Regions from separate parts of the Bos taurus genome. Here all the other regions are linked to region 2. A link is a contact called in public Hi-C data. All regions are on one chromosome and are shown on one strand. The core of a region is the stretch at or near the end of the contact, and the rest is flanking DNA. Distances in the headings are between cores, read along the strand shown. Region 1 overlaps ITPR1 (inositol 1,4,5-trisphosphate receptor type 1). Region 2 holds the start of BHLHE40 (basic helix-loop-helix family member e40). Region 3 overlaps ITPR1 (inositol 1,4,5-trisphosphate receptor type 1).

Evidence for each region. A called contact is a pair of places that touch in the nucleus more often than the background predicts.
Region 1: a contact with region 2 is called in a Hi-C map of liver, with 3 times the contacts expected there. The contact joins the enhancer-like site here to the promoter of BHLHE40 in region 2. A contact is called at or near these places in 2 of 11 Hi-C or Micro-C datasets (liver and skin fibroblasts).
Region 3: a Hi-C map of an unstated tissue shows a contact between it and region 2, with 2.6 times the contacts expected there. The contact joins the enhancer-like site here to the promoter of BHLHE40 in region 2. A contact is called at or near these places in 2 of 11 Hi-C or Micro-C datasets (skin fibroblasts and an unstated tissue).

Annotation. Positions count from the first base shown.
Region 1 is chr22:21,640,720-21,644,264 of ARS-UCD2.0, reverse strand. All of the region lies in intron 39 of ITPR1 (inositol 1,4,5-trisphosphate receptor type 1), which reads left to right. Among named protein-coding and RNA genes, the nearest start is that of MIR2285AM, 160 kb to the left of the region's middle. Within about 2 kb of position 2,149, at least 15 of the 102 cell types and tissues checked have an H3K27ac peak or open chromatin away from gene starts, as enhancers often do. A contact at or near this core is called in liver, where this site is marked.
Region 2 is chr22:21,404,304-21,407,621 of ARS-UCD2.0, reverse strand. It overlaps BHLHE40 (basic helix-loop-helix family member e40), which reads left to right and starts at 1,357. Exons shown (of 5, transcript NM_001024929.1): 1 at 1,357-1,662; 2 at 1,824-1,893; 3 at 2,154-2,261; 4 at 3,263-3,318. The coding sequence starts at 1,583.
Region 3 is chr22:21,555,532-21,558,943 of ARS-UCD2.0, reverse strand. It overlaps ITPR1 (inositol 1,4,5-trisphosphate receptor type 1), which reads left to right. Exons shown (of 59, transcript NM_001435139.1): 54 at 817-909; 55 at 2,009-2,148; 56 at 2,747-2,912. Among named protein-coding and RNA genes, the nearest start is that of BHLHE40, 150 kb to the right of the region's middle. Within about 2 kb of position 2,098, at least 49 of the 102 cell types and tissues checked have an H3K27ac peak or open chromatin away from gene starts, as enhancers often do.

The sequences.
Region 1 (3,545 bases), core at 900-3,399, 240 kb before region 2:
TTCTCTGGCTTTCTGCTTCAAAGCCAGTCATTTGAAATCTTTTTTCCTATGAAGTTTGATCTTGCTAACCTTGTGTAAAAGCTCTGGGAAGACTTCAGATCCTAGAAAAACGTGAAGAGGCAACGGAGAGCGATAGTTAGTTTCTAAGTTCAAAACCAGACCGCATCAGCTCACTGCCCGTCAACTGTTGGTCTGGAGAGACTTCACCTTGACTGGAGGGTCAGCACCTCAATATCCTGACTGATCCCGGGGTGAGGTGGTAAAAGACAAGACGTGGGAAACACAGGCATACTCTTTTTCTCAGAACAGTCTCCATTACCGTATGGTCACTGAGCATGATCTTTCATGTTAGCAAAAAAAGTTACTTTGATAATAAAAATGTGCCGAGAAAATCAGTTCATTCATTTACGAGAACTATCCTTTGCTTGGGGTAGTAGGTATATGTGTTTATGTAGCTTATGTAGTTATGATTTGAACATATATGGCTTATTAATATGCTTATTTTTTTCCAAATTGTGGCTGACTGCCTTAAAAGAGCCAATCCTCCCAGAAATACAGCTGAAGTCCTCTTAGGAGGAAGTGCTAATAGAGACCGTTGGTTATTTTGCCAAATCATATGCCAAGCTTGGTTTGGCCTTTCCCATGCCTGAAATCATTCTGTGTTCTATTGGGTTGTCTTATTTAGGGAACTTAGCTGTTTGATGTTACGGAATAAAGTTTACTGAAAATATACCAAGCATAACTTAATGTTTTAGCTGGAAGGAATCCTTATAATACCTGCTCCAGTCTCCTTGAACTACAGGTCAGGCGGTGGAAGCCCAGACAGGTTCAGTGACTGGCTGAAGGTCATACACCACCAGTCCCTGCATGAGCCGCCATCAGGCAATACCCATCCATTGTTTTTGGTTTTTCCTTTCTTTTTTATGAGTGGATGACATTAAAAAATTGTCCTCCTGTATAAATAGTGGTTCTTGAAGAAGAAAAAATTTTCTATTGTCTCAGAGGTCTTCCAGTAACGTTCTAGGAGAAAAGGTCATTAATCTTAATTTTCATTTCAAAAATTAAACACCAATATGACAGCAGTTTAGGGAGGCAGTTGAGTACCAGTCCAATCATAAAACATACCAGAAACCACTGATCTCTTGAGTGCTTAAGAAACAATTCTGTGAACATTCTGAAAGAATTCAAGATGCTTCTTTGGACATAAGGGATATCAAACAAGAGAATTTTAAAAAGACACACGAGTTCCACTCCATCTTGTTCTTTAACTATTATTTTGATTGGCAAGGCAGTAAGAGGGTAGCTGTGTGGCTTCCTATAGTAAATCCGTGTCTGTAATCCTTTTGTTCTGATCATATAGAATCGGTATGAAGGATATGTTGGTGGAATGTGGCCAAAGCTGACTGTAAATGATAGTACTTTTCTCCATCTGTGTCTCCGACTGCTCCAAAGCGCATGGGAACTTGCCTTCATTCTTCTTTTCCTCGTGTGTCCTTTTTGCACGAAGGGCAGATGGTGCATGTGTGTGCACAACTTTACTTCTTCAGCCTAAAGCCTACAGAACGCAGGGGTGGGGTTAAAACGCAGTCTTGGCTCATGATATCATTTATATTATCTGCAGAACACATTCCCCTGAGCTCTAGTTTTGTTTCCCTCACCACACTCAAGTCCTCTCTTAACACCCTGTGCCTCCCGACCCCAACAGGAAGCTAAACACACTGGAGAGAAAGTTGCTCCTTGAGGCAAGTGGAGCTGCACTTATGTCTGAGGGCTCTTCTGTCCAGAACTGAGTGAGCAACTCTCCACATCTGCCTGTTCGTCCTTCATAAAATAATTTAATCTTTGTGGTTGAAGAGATCCCTTATATCTTTACTTCATTTTACCTGTTGGCAAATAGAGAAAAAAAAAAAGAAATTATTAGGTTACAAAATAGCAGTCTTATATTAAGAGCATTTTTTCCATCTTGAGGGTCACACCATGAAAGGGGTATCAAGTGTTGAGCTGGGTTGTGAACCCACAAGATTTCCCAGCTCCCATCCCCACCCCACGCTTTTAGCACCTGCTCCAGCTCACCGCCAACAGCCGCACTCTGGCCTCGGGAGAGGTCTGTTGTGTCTCTGGAACCCCGCCAAGGGAGGCCAAGGTCACTCAGTGGCAGTGTGAGCCTTGGCTTCACTCCACGGCCCCAGACCGCACCTTGAACCCGCCAGCCATGCCTGGTGTGTGACCACGGCCCAGGGCGGGGTCTGGCAGTTCCATCCGACATCCGTCTCCGCCCCGAGCACGTGCCCTTTGGTGGCCAGATTCGTGGTGCTGCCGTCACGTGGAGCTGTGGGCTTTTTCAGCCACTACATGCATCCACTCCATGGCCAGTTCTTTCCCTCAGGGCCGTCATCTTGTCTCTCATTTATGGGTTGGACATAATGAAATTCAGAAATCATCAGAGGTGTGGGGTGTCCATGTGGTATGGCAGGGGCAGAACTGGGAACCTAGTATCCCTGGAGCCCTGAGGGAAGTGTGCGGAGGGAGGAGAAACCAGCCGAGAAAGCTGCAGCCAGGAGCCTTCCTTTCTCCTCCCAGAGCCGCAGGAGGGGAGAGACGTTTTCAGTCCCTAAGCCAGAGGTGGGGTGTCACCCTCTGATGCAAGGCCAGGATATGGGGAAAGGAGAGGCTGGGAGGACGCACGTGCCCACTGGAGAAGCTCATCACGGGCAGGCAGTGGTGCAGACCTTGCAAGGGCTTTGAGCCCCCAGGAAGGGGAATGCACCAGAGGCCCCCGTGGTCATCATCCGCCCACCCTCCCTTCCCTGAGCCCCTGGGGGCATGTGCTGGATCACTTTTCCTCTGTGGACAAACAGAACGTAGACGTGCAGTACCACTGACTTTGACATCTTTCATTACTTAAGACATAGCTCCTCCTTGATCAGTGCTAGGCTTTTTCTTTCTTTCATTTAGACGTGTTTCCACATCTCAGGCCAGTCATCTCTCCCAGCGCAACCACGTTAAGTTCATTTTAGAAGTGAGGGTGTCTTCCACCTTCCGCAGCTGAAACCCCCTTCAGTGGGTGTGACAACCCAGTCGCCTCATCGTCAATTTTGTCCCCAAGTGTTGGTCTCTGGACTTCTTTGTGGTCACCAGATGCATGTGCTGTAACTAACCTGCTTCCTTTTACTCCCAACCAGCTTCCCCAAGCTCCGGATTCTGAGAACTCCACCGAGGTGTGTGTCACTCACCCGTATTTGCGATGCCAGCAAATACAGGCGCTTGTCATTGTTGCCGGTTGGGTGTGAACTGTTGTGGTGAAATGTCTGTCTCTTGGGACGGTGCAGGAGGGATGTGTCTAGCCTGGCTGGGATCTGATCATTGCTATAATTGGGTGGCCCTTGGTGTAGAAAGTTCTGACAAACTTAAGCCACAGTGTCCTGCCGGTGAAGGCTCATGGACTCTGAAGGTTTTGCACAAAACCCTTCAAACTCCACCTTGGCCGAGAAACTCTGGACAGTCCAGACCTTTCTGCTATTACACAAAACAGAACTTTGGGTCCT
Region 2 (3,318 bases), core at 108-2,607:
AGTTTTTCCAAGTCTCTCTTTTCCATCCTGCCCCGGCTGCAGACCGCACAATGCGCTGCAGAAGTCCCCGGCAGGAGGGAGATGGCCGACCCCGACCCCTGGGAGCTCCTGTGCTGGGGGTCTCGGTCCCCGGCCGGGGCACAAGGGCTCACAGTCAGGAGCGCTGCGGCCCAAGCCCAGGCCAGGTGAAGTGTCACGCCCCGCGCTGCCGCAGGGCAAGCGCCGCTGCCGCGGTTGTGTAACGTTGCAGCCCAAGGGGAGGGGACCCGGGCGCCTCTGCTCCAGTGGGGGCAGAGGAGGGAGGAAACGCAGGGCACCGTGCCCGGTCTCTTTCTGTGCTTGATCAGCCGAAGTGTGGCCCGGGGCGGGGGGTGGGGGCACTGGGGCACCCTGGGGGGTGCGCAAGTGGGTGTCCGCCGGCACGCAGACTGTGCCCCGGGAGCGCAGCTCCAAAGAAGCCGGGGACCCGCGGCGCACAGCCTAGCGGGTCAGGTGCGCGCAGCGTGCTCCACGGCGGCCTCGCCTGCCCCTGCGCTTGGCTGCCAGCCCGCTTCCCATGGGGTGACATCCGCCCCGCCCCTCCTCGGCCCCTCCCCACGGCGGGCGATTCCTGGACTCGGGGCCGAGGGGTGGGGGCAGGGAAGCCGGCGCGGAAAGAAACCCCAGCCTCTGGGGAAGGCAGGGGGCCGGGCGACTCCCTCCGCTGCGCGCTGGTTCCTCTGAGCGGGCCGCGGGGGGAGGAGGAGGAAGAGGGTTGGGCTGGAGCTAGCGAGGGGATATTCCTCTCCCGGCTTGAGTCAGACGCGGGCGGATCCGTCCTCCCCCGTTCCCTCCCAGGAGACGGGAACTTACTTCATTTCCCTGGGGCAGGTTCGCCCACGTTACCAACCTCCCCCCACCACCTCGCTGGCTCCCTGGCCCCTTCCAGCTTCCGCGCCCCCCGCCCAGCTAGGCAGGACCCAGACTGCCCTGCCAACCCCCTCTTCGGGGAAAGGCAGCCACAGACACCTGGGGGCCGGGGCTGGGGGTGGGGGCTCCCTCGCAGCCGCGGGAGCGTTGTCCAACACGTGAGACTCATGTGATGAAGCCGGGGGAGGGCGGGCAGGTCGCTCCTTCCCTCCCCGGCAGCGGCCAGACGTGCCTGGAGTCACAGGGTAGAACACGTAGCTCCAACCCACCCACTCGCTCCCATTTAACCCAGCCCGCAGCCTCTCCATTACTCCTCGGCTCCCCCCCCATCCCCCCCCCACTCCGCCCTAACCGCCCCCCCCCTCGCGCTCCCTCCCGCCTCCCCGCCCGCCCCACTTCTCATTCACTTGGCTCGCACCGCGCAGACGGCACTGGGAGCACACACCGCCAGTCTGTGCGCAGAGCCGGAGCCAGAGGCCGCGGGTACACCATGCACGCCCCCAACTGAAGCAGTACCTCAAAGCCGCAGCTCTTCGCAGCCCAGCGGATTTCAGAGAGCTCTGACTCAGAGGAAACCCTGCGGAGAGACCCCCGAAACCTCCTCCACGACAGTCCTCACCCGACGCTCCACCACTGCAGACAGGAGCGCAGAGTGGCCCCGGCTCGCAGCGCAATGGAGCGGATCCCCAGCGCGCAACCGCCCCCCACTTGCCTGCCCAAAGCGCCAGGACTGGAGCCCGGAGACCTATCAGGGTAAGTTGGTACCCCTGGCCCCTTCAAGCCTCAACTCCAGTCCTGCCTTCTGCGCGGCTTTCAACTCCAAGTAGTTCTGGGTGCATCCGGGGGTTCTTGCCAGTCAGGGTTCCTGCAACCGATGCGCAAGTCATGACCCTTTCTCGTCCCTCTCCCTGCAGGATGGATTTTGCCCATATGTACCAAGTGTACAAGTCGAGGCGGGGAATAAAGCGGAGCGAGGACAGCAAGGTAAGAGCACCGCGCCCCTGTGGACCCCAGGCCCTCGCACGCGCTAAGTTTCCAATAAAAGTTTTCTCACTTTAAGGTTGGAGGGGAGTATGCAAGGTGTGGGCCCTGTGTCTACTGAGTGGCTTGGAGAAGAAGGAGCAGATAGGGTTCTGGGTGTGACTCTGCTCCACTGCCGGGACTCCTCTGCCGCGGGGTGGGGAAGGAGAAGCGCTTCTCACCTCCTTCCTCCCGCGCCCACCATCTCTCCGTGCGCTTTGCAGGAGACCTACAAACTGCCGCACCGGCTCATCGAGAAAAAGAGACGTGACCGGATTAACGAGTGCATCGCCCAGCTGAAGGATCTCCTCCCCGAACATCTCAAACTTACAGTAAGTGAGAAGCTGGCCCCTCTCCAAACCAGCTCCTCTGCCCAAAGGGCGGGCGAGGGTCACCCGCCGCCTGCAGGCTCTGCCAGGAACTGCAGACCAGATGGCTGGATCCTAGCTAGTGGCTGGCTCTGTTTGGGGGTACCCTTCTCCAGTCTCAGAATTTTCTGGCAACCTCGTGCAAATGAGATAAGAATCATTTGTACTTGTCCAGCTTGGCACCAACACCAGCCGGCCTTCCTTTGCTAGAGTTTAAGGTGATTCTCAGGGTTCTCCTTTTCCCACATTGAGCAAATCCAGCAACCCACTTTTTTTTTTTAACCCCCTTCCCCGAATCCCTTTTTAAAATAAGAGGACTTGTTTTGATGTGTCCCTTTTTTTTTTTACGTCCTGTCCTTTCTTGGCGATCCTCAATAGATTACTAGCGTGGCAGCCTTTGGTTGGGGAAAGAAGAAAAAAGTAGAATTTAGGAGAAAAACTAGTATTTAGGAAGCAACAAAAAAGCGTAGATGATCTAGAAGTTATGACAGGGTGTCAGGAAAGAAACTAGGGAAAGCCTTTTGGCTGCCAGACACAGTAGAAGTCTCTACTAGGGTTGACACCACTGCAGAGAAATGTTATCTCCGGATTCCCCTGAGTTAAGGTCAGCAACGGCTGCTGGAAAAATTTATCTGTCAAAGCTTTCTCCTGAGCTAGCTGCTACTTCCAAAATGCCTCCAAAGATGGGGGACACTTGTTTGCTGTCCTCTAATCAAAAATATATGCATATATACGTATTTTTAAACATCATCTATAAACTTAAAACTTAATTTAGCCAACCAAGAACAGTTTTTTTATCCCCCTTTAGAGACATTCAGTGGTGGTGGTTTAGTCGCTTAGTAGTGTCCGACTCTTGCGACCCCATGGAGGGTAGCCCAGGCGACTGACAAATCTCATGGCTAATTAGTATCCCAGAGGTGGGACTTCTCTGAGCTCACTGCTGACCGAGGCTCTTTTTATTCCAGACTTTGGGTCACTTGGAAAAAGCAGTGGTTCTTGAACTTACCTTGAAGCATGTGAA
Region 3 (3,412 bases), core at 849-3,348, 150 kb before region 2:
TGCATCTCCTGCATTGGCAGGCAGATACTTTACCACTGTGCCACTTGGGAAGCCCCTAAAAAGCTCATATATATCTTTTAAAATATGGAAGAATATACACCCAAACTGCAAGTAGTGGCTGTCTCTTGGACCTTTTTACAATATACAAGTTTTACACTGAGCTCATATGATTTTAATTTATAGCAAAACCAGAAGAGATTTCCTATTACGAGAGAGAGAGACAGTGATCATACACTTGAGTGATCCCCAAGTGCTCGTTTCCCTCAATTAAAATACTTGACACTAGTAAGTGAAATATTACTGGTTTTTCATCAGATAGCCAGGCACCCTGAGTCCAAGGAGCAAACTAGAATTGTGACTAAGCCAGACAAGCCTTTTTCTCCCTCCCAAAGTCTGCATTCTTGGCATGTAACCCAGCCTCCAAGTTGACATTCACTGCCAACCATCTTAGGGTTCTGAACTAAACTGATCTGATGCCATTCCTGCTTCTCACGCAGACTTGGTCTAAATCTTGCTGGAGTCTGTGTGTTCAGTAGTATCTGTCAGGGAGTTTCAGCTGTTTGTCTTTAAAGTTGGAGAGGTGCTATTTAAGTGCGATATTTCTAGTAAGCTTACAGGAATTGACATTTCTGGCTTTTTTCCCATCCAGATCACCCAACGAAAGTGTAAATTGCATCTCTGCTTCGGATTTATAGGCAGGATTGGAGGGTGTTATTTATGTAAAGAATTGTTTAATCAGCCGTGAATTTGGGACTTCAAACATTTTAACCATATGCTGCCAGATTGTTCATCATAAAATTGCCTTCTCTCTCCCAGAAGCCAGCGAGAGTTTGGCAAGTGAGTTCCTGTACTCTGACGTGTGTAGGGTGGAGACTGGGGAGAACTGCTCCTCTCCGGCACCCAAAGAAGGTAGGACCTCGCAGCCTTAAGCCCCACGTTAGTGCCAGGCTCCCCACAAGGCTTAGGTGCACGTGACATTGGAAGCAGATGAAAGCAGACTCACTGCTCAGACGGCCAGGAGCAAGGAGGAGAGGCAGGGAGAGAGGAGGGGAATGAAGGGGGGAGTCTATATGGGAATAAAATGGCGGCTTAATTGTTCCAGTATTTACCGAGTGCCCACTGTGTGCCTGGGGCTATGTTGTATTCTATTGTTGTTGTTTACTCTGTAAGGCGTGTCTGACTCTGCCTTGGAGGTAGAATACAGCATGACTAGGGAAATGATCATGAGGAGGAAGAGTCGGAAGAAACGAAGCCAGAGAGGTCAACAAAGGACCAGATTTTGAAGGGTCTGCAGGTCAGGTTAAAGCTTACTCAAAGGTTGATCCAAGTTGTTGAGAGGGGAGTGATATGACTTGACTGGTGTTTTAGCAAGACCTTTCTGGCTGCAGCTGGAGAAAGAACAAGGCAGTCAAAAAATTTTACCCCCTGAAGACTAGTCTCCAATTTAAGGTGTAAAACGATTTGTCCACAGAACCAATTGTAAAAGGTTGCTGCTGTTGTTATTGTTATGTAGTTGCTAAGAATCTTCTGTGAGACTCTGTGACCCCATGGACTGTAGCCCACCAGGCTCCTCTGTCCATGGACTTCCCAGGCTTGAATACTGGAATGGTTTCCCATTTCCTCCTCCAGTGGATCTTACCAACCCAAGGATAGAACCCATGTCTCCTGCATTGGCAGGCAGATTCTTCACCACTGAATCACTAGTGAAACTCATAAACAGCTATCTAAGTTGAAATGTCTGTTCAGCGCTGAGACTGGAGTTGAAAGTCTGAAAAGTTTACAGTATTTTAGATTTAATGGAGGTAAGGGCAGTTCTGGGCTTGAGAAATGAACAGGGTTTAGTGAACACAGTGGTGACAAAGAAAGCCTTTGACGCTTGATTCCTTTATTTTATTCTCCGGCTCCTGTCTGTCCGCTGGTGAGATGGCATTCAGGAAGCTTGATCTGCAAATCCTGGTCTGTCTTGCCGCTCACGTTCTAAATTCCCCCTGACTTGCCATGTTCGCAGAGCTGGTCCCTGCAGAAGAGACAGAGCAAGATAAAGAGCACACGTGCGAGACGCTGCTGATGTGCATCGTCACGGTGCTGAGTCACGGGCTGCGGAGCGGGGGCGGAGTGGGCGATGTGCTCAGGAAGCCATCCAAAGAGGTAGCTGCGCCCCAGGGGAAGGAAGAGCGGGGGGCGGGGTGGCGGGGAGAGCGCAGCGCAGTGGGCTCCAGCGTAAACTGCAGACGCGGGGGCAGCGCCAGCGCCGAGAGCGGTGACGGGTAGACGCGCAGAGCCAGCTGCTTAGGGCTCCTTTTCACTCTGGTTCTCATCAAAATGTGATGCTGGGCGGAAGCCCCCCCCCCGCTCCCCGCGCTGTGGAAAGGGGCAGCTTCCGCCCTCCCCTCCGTCTGCTAAAATGATTCTTTTCTTCAGGCCTGTCTGGCCTTCCTGAACACATTTGCAAACCCTTTAGATCCCAGGAAGTGGGCAGGTGCCACGTGACACTTGGAGAACTCACGATATACCCAGGGGGTGTGAAAAGAGATGAGGTTGTGGCTTTTACAGCTTGATGCCCAATGTGCTGCTGGGGGTGGGGGGAGCCAGGGGGCTTGGGACATCTGATTCGGGTGCATTCAGTCCCACTCCTCTGCCCTGAGGTCTGCAGACCCAGGGGTTGGGTAGGGGGGTACCTGCTGACAGGTTACACCACCTGCACCCCCACCATCCCTACCCCCCCACCCCCACTCCTCTTTTCCAGGAGCCCCTCTTTGCTGCTCGAGTGATCTATGACCTCTTGTTCTTCTTCATGGTCATCATCATTGTCCTTAATCTGATTTTTGGGGTCATCATTGACACCTTTGCCGACCTGAGGAGTGAAAAACAGAAAAAAGAGGAGATATTAAAGACCACGTGCTTTATCTGCGGTGAGTGGGGCCCCCGGCTCTTGCTGGGGGGTTGGGATGGGGTGCTCTGGCTCACAGTGGGAGGGGCTGCTGCCTTCCCCCACGTCCCTGTCCTTGACTCTCTGCTCTGGGAGAGAGTCTGCTCTGGGCCTCTGCTCTGTTCTCCTGGGAAACATCTGCAGCACCATGGATTAGTGGTGCAGTTGCTGGTTGGTTTTAAGAAATAAAGTTTGGGGTAGCAGAAACATCGTTGTACATTATTTGAAATGTATGTGTCTTCGGGCCTTTTGGTTGTTGGGCTGCCAGACTATCTCTTGTTCCCATTCTAATTAGAATGGAGCTCTTTCACTCAACTCCAGCCTGTGGATGTCTTCACTGCAGATGGTATCAGGTTTTCAGTGGAAATACAGCCCTCTTAGAGCATATGGCGGAAATGCTCACAGCTTGGAAGTCAGACTTGTGTTCTGATTAAGCCTCTGACACTTATGAGCCATGTAACCATGGTACAGTCACTTCACTTC